Linked DNA regions of Sus scrofa: region 2 is linked to region 1. The links are chromatin contacts, called in public Hi-C maps. All regions are on one chromosome and are shown on one strand. Each heading gives the region's core, a stretch centred on a gene start, on an enhancer-like site or on the middle of the called end of the contact. The rest is flanking DNA. Distances are from core to core; before and after follow the strand shown.

Region 1 (4,565 bases), core at 1,028-3,527:
CGGCGCGGTGTGCAGGAGGCTGGGCGAGGAGTCTGTACCGCCAAGGTCTCGTGGGCCCCCTGGTGGCCGACATCCTCGCGAAGGAGCCGCAAGTCCGGGAAAGCGCCGAGCTCCAGCACTCGGGACCCTTGGGTCAGAATCCCCAGCCCCAGAGAAAGAGGTTCCCACGTTGAGGCAAATCATCTGCTTCCATCAGGGTCATCTGGGAGGCTGAACACCTCCGACGTCATCAGGGCCAGTCGTTTTCCAAATGCGTTGAGAGAACTCCAAGGAGATTATAACCTCTGCATTTTACATTTAAATTCCATCAGGTTTAAGCACTGCATCCCCTCCACTCTCGACATGCTTTCTTTGTTTTGATGCGTCTCATGTTTTGATATTTGAAGACGAGACGCACCTTGCAGTTGATGTGCTGCACTTGACGCGGTCGCCGCTTGTCCTCTGGAAAAGTATCTGTTCCTTGGTGGCTTGGGGGTGACTGTTCAATTAGTAGGATCTCGGCATCGAGAACATCGGGTACATCACGAACTAGTCCACAATGTGTAGACGCAACAGGCTTACATTTCTTTCTTTTCATGATCAAACTCTATCCAGCAGAGCTCCCGCCTATCACGACGTGGAATATGCGCCTTCACCGAGATCCCGCTGCATCTGCACCAGCGCACTGGGCTTTAGAGCGACACCTGGTAGCACCTTAGGCCCCCACCCTCCAGGCCGTCGCCTCACTCCCTTGGCTACAACTGCCAAGGGCTGGTCCTTCACAGGGGGTGGGGTGGGGGCAGCCCCCTGGTTCCTGGGAGGGGTGCTCCTCACAGGACTTCACGGCGGTCAGATGCTGGACCCAGAGCTGCATGAACCCATCTGGGAAATGGCGTTGGCCTGGACCTAGCCAGCCAGCCCTCTACTGGTGAGCACCACCCCAAACTCACTTTGCTTTCCCACTAGGTAGTCCAGCCTAATGCCGCCCTATCTCCCCCTAAAAGTCCCTGGTGAGAGTCATACAAGGAAATTTGTTACTCCCCCCTGAAAACCACCCTCCATCAAGCCTCTCTCTCTCTCTGTGTGTGTTACAAAGGGCGCAATCTACAGAATGTCTTGGCCTTCAGGAAATGAGATGGAGAATGGGGGAAAAGATGCTTTATTCTTTCCTAGTATGTGTAAAGCATACACACACACATCATGAATTTAGTAATTTCGCTAATAATTCAGCCTATGACATTGAGCATTTAAAATTGTATTAATGAGTTTTAAATTCATGCCCATGCAAGAGTGTTATAAAATTTAGCATCAATAAAATAACTGAATGTTGCCAGTTAAATCCATATATTCCTGCAGACCAGGGAACAGATTCCTCCTGCCATCTCTATGCAGACATTTACCCTGAATAGAAATTGTAGACAATTTTTATTTTGACCACAGTCCCCTGATCATTTTACTGTCTCTATAGTTTTGCCTTTTCCAGAATGTCATGTAGTTACAATCATGAAGTATGTAGCCTTTTCAGAATGACTTTTTATCACTTAGTAATATGCATTTTATTTCACTCCATGTTTTTTAATGGCAATAGTTTATCACTGAATAATATTCTACTGAGCGTTATCCATTACACCTTGTTTATCCTTTGAAGAATAACTTCGTTTCTTCCAGTTTTTGGAAATTACAAATAAAGAGCTTTTTTAAACCTTGTGTGCAGGTTTTTGTGTGAAGTTAACCTTTCAAATCAATTGTTAAAAATGAGCACAATTGCTAGATTGTATGATAAGACTAATTTAGCCCTGTGAGAAAGTACCAAACTCTTTTCTAAAGTGGATATACCACTTTGCATTCTCTTCTTTTGAGAGAATTGCTCATGGTGGGTAAACATTCTCTTTTTAAAGTCAGATCAAGTATTTCAAAGTTAAAATCTGCATTCATCCAAAGAGATTAAACTTTCTCTTTTAAGACGCAAATAAAAATCATAGTAAGATGTCACCTGACACGCATTAGGATGGCTACTATCAAAAACCAGAAAACATCAAATGTTGACAATCTGACCCTTGTACACACTTGTTAGGAATGTAAAATGATGTACCTGCAGTGCAAACAGTTTGGTGGTCTCTCAAAAAAAAAAAAAAAAAAAGAGAGAGAGAGAAAAGAAAAATAGGATTACAATATGATTCAGCAATTCCACTTATGGGTATATGCTGAAAACTGTTGAAAGCAGGGTCTCAAAGAGACCCATGTTCATTGCAACATTATTCATGGAAGCTAAGTTGGAAACAACCCAAGTGTCCATCAACGGATGAATGAATAACTCGAATGGCGAGCAGCCAAACTTAGTTTTGGCACTGGCCTTGTTCAGTTACAATCAAACCAACTAAAGAGAAATAAAGCAAATATTTTACCATTCTATTTCATGAGGGAGGATTTCCAAGATGGAATGGTCAACTAAACATGATTCCAGAAGGAAAAATCTCCTGGCACTTTTCTTAAACCATGGCCCACCTTACGCTTCGCCGCAGGGTAGCCTTTCTGTCTCTTGTCCTTACTCTGGGATGTCATGACCTCGAGCCACTGTAGCAATAGCTTGCTTCTGTGTTTCATTCGGGATGTTGTCCTCAATGAAAACTTCACTCCTGTAGAGAAGCCAAGAGAAAAATCAGCTAAATAGTTGCTCCATTTCTGGAGTTCCCGTCGTGGCACAGTGGTTAACGAATCTGACTAGGAACCATGAGGTCGCGGGTTCGATCCCTGCCCTGGCTCAGTGGGTTAATGATCCGGCGTTGCCATGAGCTGTGGTGTGGGTCACAGACGTGGCTTGGATTACACATTGCTGTGGCTCTGGCGTAGGCTGGCAGCTACAGCACCGATTTGACCCCTAGCCTGGGAACCTCCATATGCCGTGGGAGCGGCCCAAGAAATGGCAAAAAGACAAAAAAGAAAAAAAAAAGTAGTTGATCCATTTCTATAGCCACCATAGATTAGAGTTTGTGGATTTTTTATGGCTATTTAATTGCCATGCTAATGGCCTTTTTTTCCCCTTCAGTTTACCCAACTGAAATTATTCCAGCCCAGGAGATAAAACACCACATATTTTGGCATGTGTTCAGTTAATTTCTACAACTTTTCCCGATGTGAATTTCACTTGCGTTGTTTTGCTTTCCCCACTCACTGTCGTGAGGTATCTGGATAATGCGCCTCTGACTAAGAACCTTGTGATGGTTAATTTTATGTGTCAACTTGATGAGGCCAAGAGGTGCCCAGATTAAGCACTATTTCTGGGTGAGGGTGTTTCTGGACGAGATCCGCACTTAAATCACTGGACTGGTCAAGCCAACGGCCCTCCCTCCCAGTGGGCATCATCCAGTCTGCTGGGAGCCTGGAGAGAGGAAAGGCAGGGAGGAGCATTTGCCCTTTGCTTCCTGCCCACCCGGATTTGGCAGAGCAAGGGCTTCTCTGACGGCAACACCCAGGGCGGAGCTGAGCACCCATGCCAGGGTGGGGGCAAGTCGTTATTGTTGGCATTTGCCAGGGTTTCTTCCAGGATAAGCTTTTTAATCTGTTTTGTTTCCTCAGTCTATTGGCTGATCAAATCTCATTTATCCAAAACATAATTTATTTAAACCAGTTCCTTACTTGAAAGGCTTTTAATAACTTTATTTCTTCTTCACTTTCTTTCTGTCTTGTGTATTTATCTAAATATGTTTAAATAACTCTGATCATTTAATTTAGATAAATGTTGTAAAGTAGAATTAATCAAAGAATGTAAACTTTTTAATATTTCAAATTTATATTTGCTGTTTTGCCCTTGGATGGATAATACCAGTGTGTGTATGGTTCATCACTAAACTACTGGTATCTCTAATTTTTAAAAATTCATAATTTATAAATATTCTCATTTTTATAACTAGATAAGTTCTATTTTTAAAAAAACTATACTTCCCTGCTTTATGGTATTTATAGATTATTCCTAATTGTTAGTACCTGATATGGAGGTTACTGTCTGGAGAGTTTACCCTTGCGGTCCTTAATGGGAGTGGCAGCCACTCACTCTGTAACCGAATAGCTATATTTATAGTCACAAGCACGGATGCTGTGTGTGAAGCTGTCTTTCCTTCACTTTGAGGGCCCTGTGAGGTATCAGCACCCCCCGGTGGGTTCATTTTGGCACAGTCTGTCCAGCCTGTCCTTGGAACACTATGTAGCCTTGCTCTCCTAGATACTGGACCCTCCTCTTGGGGTGACTTTCAATCTTCCAGCCGCTTGATGGCGCCACGAGCTAGGAAATGAGCTAAGAGTGCGCTGCTCACAGTTTTCTATGAAGAGTAGGCATATAGTTTTAGTTCATAGATCTCCAAACACCCATTCGGAGGGAAATTAGCATGCTTGCCCGAGGAGTTGATCTTATTTCAGCAGAACCACCATCAACATTCCTACCTGGTGTCTGCTGTGCCTCCTGGTTTCCAATTTTCCAGTCCTGGGAGAGTTGCCAGTCACTGAGCCTGTCAGGTGGAGACCTTGAAGTCATGTGGCTTCAATTCCCCCCTTCCAACTTGATTAGCCCTTTTTACAGTTTGGCCCTCAAA
Region 2 (4,658 bases), core at 479-2,978, 41 kb after region 1:
ATGCTGAAATAGTTTCCTTGTATTCCTAGTTTATTGAGTGTTTTTATCATGAAACGGTGTTGAATTTTGTCGTGTTTTTTCTGCACTGAATGAGATGACCGTATGTTCTTTTTCCCCCTCCATTCTGTTGATGTGACATATCACACTGATTGATTTTCATGTGATGAACCACCCTTGCATTCCAGGAATAATCCCACTTGGTTATGGTGTATAATCCTTTCAGTATGCTGCTGGATCATGCTTGCTGGTGTTTTGTTAATCATTTTTGCGTTGATATTCCTAAGGGATATTGACCTGTAGATTTCTTCTCTGGAGTCTCTGTTTGACTTTGTTGTCAGAGTAATGAAGGCCTTATAGAATGAGTTAGAAAGGGTTCCTTCTCCTTCAGTTTTTGAGAAAAGTTTAAGAAGGACTGGCATTAATTCTTTAAAAGTTCCGTGAGTGAAGACTCCGGTCCGGAGCTCTTCTTGGACAGTAGAGATTTGATTGCTGATTCAATATCCTTACTGTTATAGGTCTATTTGGATTTTCTATTTCTTATGATTTTAGTCTGGTAAGTTTTATGTTTCCAGAAATTTATTCAAAACTGCCACTACATTTGTCTTATTTTTTAAAAAATTTCACATACATCATGGTCATGTCCCACTCTGTAAAATATCTTGTGGAAGCATGCCTGTACGTGATTACACAATACTCAGTCCCAGGAGCATGTCATACATTATCTAACCTTCTTTCTATTGTTGAATGTAGGTTGATTTTAACTGTCTGCAGGAATATCCACATACTGTGCACACAGCTCTTGGTTCCTTAGCATAAGCTCCTAGGAGTAGTTTCTGGATCACTGGGTCTGTAAGCGATATTTCCTGCTCTGACCAAGTCTTTTGAGATAATGCCAGGGTGGAAATTAGGCTCAAATTCTAAGCTAGCAGTTGAGCAATATGAACAATTTATTTATGATATTTCTTGTATCCTATTACTCCAGTTCTATTTATCCAGTTAATTATCTTCTTAATAGATAGAAAATTCTGGATAGAAATATAATTAGCTTTAATAGCAATAAATCTTAAATACAACTTTATAGCAGTTTTATTTTACCCTTGTCTTCAATAGTCACATGCGAATTCACTAACCTTATTTAAAACATGACAACTGACTAATCATAACCATGATCATCCAACCATAAATTTATTTACTGAAAATGTGATCTTACCAGATATGGTGCTAAGCCCCTTATATGTGTTATCTCATCAACAAATGCCCGAGCAGGTGGTGTAATAAGCTGTAGTTTATAGATGAGCAACCAGAGGCATTGAGAAGTCCAACCTGACAGCCTCTTTAAAAGCCACAACAGAGACCTAAGCCTAGGTCTTTCTTTAACAATCATTTAGTGCTCACTACAAAGCAATAGATTTTCTAAACTACAAAAATGAGGAAGTTTACAACTGACAAAGTCTTGAGAGGTTTGTTATATGTGCAATGGAACATAGCTAATAAATGGTGGATCCAGGCTCAGGCAAATACCAGATGTCCTCTGTTTGGGAGTTGCCTTTCTCTGGACGCTAAAGTGCAAATTAGGAAAAGGAGCCACTTAGGGCTAAGCAATTAAAAAAGTTTTTTTTTTTTTTTTTTTTTTTTTTTTTCCTCTCTCAGATTGACAATAGACCAGGCTGCCTGAGCAGAGAAAACTCTGGACTTTGGCCCTTCCACCAATAGTGTCCTATTATGGGAAGCTGGTGCAGGCGCTCTCTCACAGCTCTGGCTTGTTCTCTCCCTCCCGCTTCTCTCCCCACCTCCCTCCCCCACCTCCTGCTTTCTCTCTCTCCTCTCCCCAGCACTCTCTCCCCCTCCCTCTCCACCCACCCCCGCTTTCCCCTCCTCCCCTTCTGCTCAGAATGTCTCCCCCCCCCTTGCTCTCTCTTCTCCCTGCTCTCGCTCCCCCCCCCACCGCCCGCTCAGCGTCCCCCTCCTGCCCGCGCTCTCTCCCTCTCCCTCCTCCTCCCCAGGACCACGGTCGTCTTTTCCGATCAGTGGGGCCTCTTCCGGTGACACTACCTGGGTCGGCTGGTTCTCAGGAGGCCTGGTTTCTTCTGTTCTGTCACTGACTATGGGATTTTGCTTCACGGAAATTCAAGGTCTCAGAACCCATTTGCAACCTGCTGCGGTTCTCGGATCCTGGGTCGCTAGATGGTAAGCATTCGCCAAACCTGGTTGAAAACATTCAGCTGCTGCCCCTGCTAACCCCTAAACAGGCCCCTCCTGGTGCCCATTGGCGTTTCTGGAAACAAAACAGACCTTGATGTAAGGGAGCCACTGCCCGCAGCCCACAGGGTAGCTGGGGAGCCCCGCACCAGGCACACTCAACCGCAGCTTTGAGAGGTCAGCATTATCTTGAGTCGGCCTTAACATGAGATAACGTGGACATTTCACTCGTCTGGCAGATATTTTTAGACCTTTGTCCAACTTTCGAAAAAATGGAATTTTGGAAATGTTTTCTTTTAAACCTTTAACATTCCTAGGCTGATCCACTGCCCTAGTGAACCCGTGGTTTCCCCGCTGCGTTGATTACGGTAAAAACGGCAATCATTCTGGGAAATCTGTTCAGGTTTTTCCAAATCCAGGGAGCCTCGCCTCCGCTTCCTGCGAGTCCCGGCACCAGGTGCTCGGGTCTTGTCAGGCCCACAGCCGGCCTCCTGCCTGAGCTACGACGTGACCCAGGTCCCTACCAGATTCCTGGGTTCTTTCTACCTAACAAACAGACTGCGTTCTCTTTCGGTATAAGCAGTGCCCAGGTGATAATTTAGGGAATTAAAAAAGTCAAGTTTCCAAACAGTTGAGGTCACTTTAAGAATTCAAAGGATTTGAGACACCTGCGGGGGGGGGGGCGAATCCCGTTCGCTCTGCCCTCCCCCAAGTCCGGAAATGCCAGCTTAAAACGACAACCCGAGGCACTCCCAGGCTGGGAGGAGGCGGCTGATACCTGGATCTGAACCAGCTCAGTCCCTCCCGGACCCTTTGCCCCCCGGCGCCCTGGAGCCCTCACAGCTTCGGCGCGTGGGGCTCAGCGCGCAGCCCTCCAGCCTATTGGCTGCTAGGACTGCGTGTGGGTGGGAGCCGGGTCTGGGGCACGGGGCGGGGGCGTGGACCCGGGTCCAGGCCGGAGGTGGGGGCCGGGGCCTGGGCCGGGGCCGGAGGGGCGGGGCCGGACGGGCGGGTACTCCAGCGATTAGCCAATCCGTGAGGACTCCGGTTCGCCCTGACTCCAGACCAGCCGGCGGGAACTGGGGCGCCGCTCTACTCCGCCCGAGTTCGGAATTGGTAAAAGGACGGGCGGGAGCCGCAGCGGAAGCGCGTTTCCGCGGTGCGCTGAGGCTTGCGGATCCCCGAGGATGCGCGCCCTGCCAACCCTGGACGCGCCCCCAAACGAGCGGCTCCTGTTCCGGGACCTCGAGGCCCCCAGGGCCCGGGACGCGGCGGAGCCGGCGCGCAGGAGTGCCGTGGAGAGGCTGGCAGCCGACCGTGCCAAGTACGTGCGGGGTGCGCCGGGGGCGGGCCCAGGCCCGGTTGGCGAGGGCAACAGCCCCGAGGCGGTCGAAGGACAGACGGGCGACCCTCGGCCCCCGGCCCGAGTCTCCGGGCCCGTGGCGCGCAGGGCCATAGCGCGGAAGCCCCTGAGGCCAGACTCGCTGGTCATCTACCGGCAGAAATGCGAGTTCGTCCGAGGGCCGGGAGCCGACGGCCCTAAGGGGAGCCTGGTGAAGAAGCTCTTCCAGGGACCGGTCAAGGACAAGACGGCCCCCGGCGTGCCCCACGTGGGAGAGGAGGGCAGGGCCGAGGAGGCTGCCCGGACTGAGCCCGGCCGCGTAGTGGCTCCCGCAGTCCCAGGGCCCCCGACGCTCCCGGAGCCCGCCCCGCCTGTCGAGGCGGCCCCCAGGGTCCCGGCTGCGCCCCGGGACCCAGAGCTCGAGGGGCCTCGCCCCGGGACCCTGCGAGGAGCGAGGCGCCGGGGACTGCAGCGCTCGCAGTCCGACCTCAGCTCCCGCTACTCCGCATCCTTGGCCGAGTTCGACACCTTCTTCCAGTACTGCGGCTTGGAGCCCGAGGTGGTGGAGGCGCTGGGGAGGGAGAACTTCTCCGCGGCGTCGGATCGCGTCGCCCTCAAGGTCCGCAGCGTGAGCGTCGCCACCTCCGATAGCGGCTTCTCCCGGCACAGCGGCGGCGACGAGGGGCTGCAGGAGGACGAGCTGACGGAGCAGGGGTCCGGCACCACCTCCGTGGTGGAGAGGAACGCTCGTATCATCAAGTGGCTGTACACCTGTAAGAAGGCCAGAGAGGCCCCGGGCCAGGGGCTGCAGGGCCCGGCGTGACCCCTGCGCCTCGGTGACACCTGGCCCCAGGTGCGCTTCCAGGAAGGCCGGGAGGGGTGTCTGTGAGGGCTCGGTGAGTGTGGCCGAGCTGGGAGGGCCTTGTCCTCTAAAGCACAACAGACCCTAGAGAGAGAGACGCAGAGGCTCCTGCGCTGCTCAAGAGTGCAGGTCCACCTGTTGTGCTGGCAACCCAGGTCCCCCGCAGGTCCTGTGCCGTTTCTTTTGAGTGTGCCTTCTGGCTGCCAGGAAGGTAGTTCTGTACAGTAACACCTGTTGGTTTATTATTGTAAAAAC

Evidence for each region. A called contact is a pair of places that touch in the nucleus more often than the background predicts.
Region 2: a Hi-C map of liver shows a contact between it and region 1, with 4 times the contacts expected there. The contact joins the promoter of FAM110C here to the enhancer-like site in region 1. A contact is called at or near these places in 1 of 5 promoter capture datasets (liver) and 10 of 47 Hi-C or Micro-C datasets (embryonic fibroblasts, epiblast stem cells, fetal heart ventricle and 4 more).

What each region holds. Positions count from the first base shown.
Region 1 is chr3:132,766,849-132,771,413 of Sscrofa11.1, forward strand. It overlaps LOC110260066 (a long non-coding RNA gene), which reads right to left. Exons shown (of 3, transcript XR_002342888.1): 2 at 2,485-2,615. Among named protein-coding and RNA genes, the nearest start is that of FAM110C, 41 kb to the right of the region's middle. Within about 2 kb of position 2,278, at least 5 of the 83 cell types and tissues checked have an H3K27ac peak or open chromatin away from gene starts, as enhancers often do. A contact at or near this core is called in liver, where this site is marked.
Region 2 is chr3:132,808,310-132,812,967 of Sscrofa11.1, forward strand. FAM110C (protein FAM110C) reads left to right here and starts at 1,729. Exons shown (of 2, transcript XR_002342890.1): 1 at 1,729-2,187. LOC110260067 (a long non-coding RNA gene) reads right to left here and starts at 2,168. Exons shown (of 3, transcript XR_002342891.1): 1 at 2,053-2,168.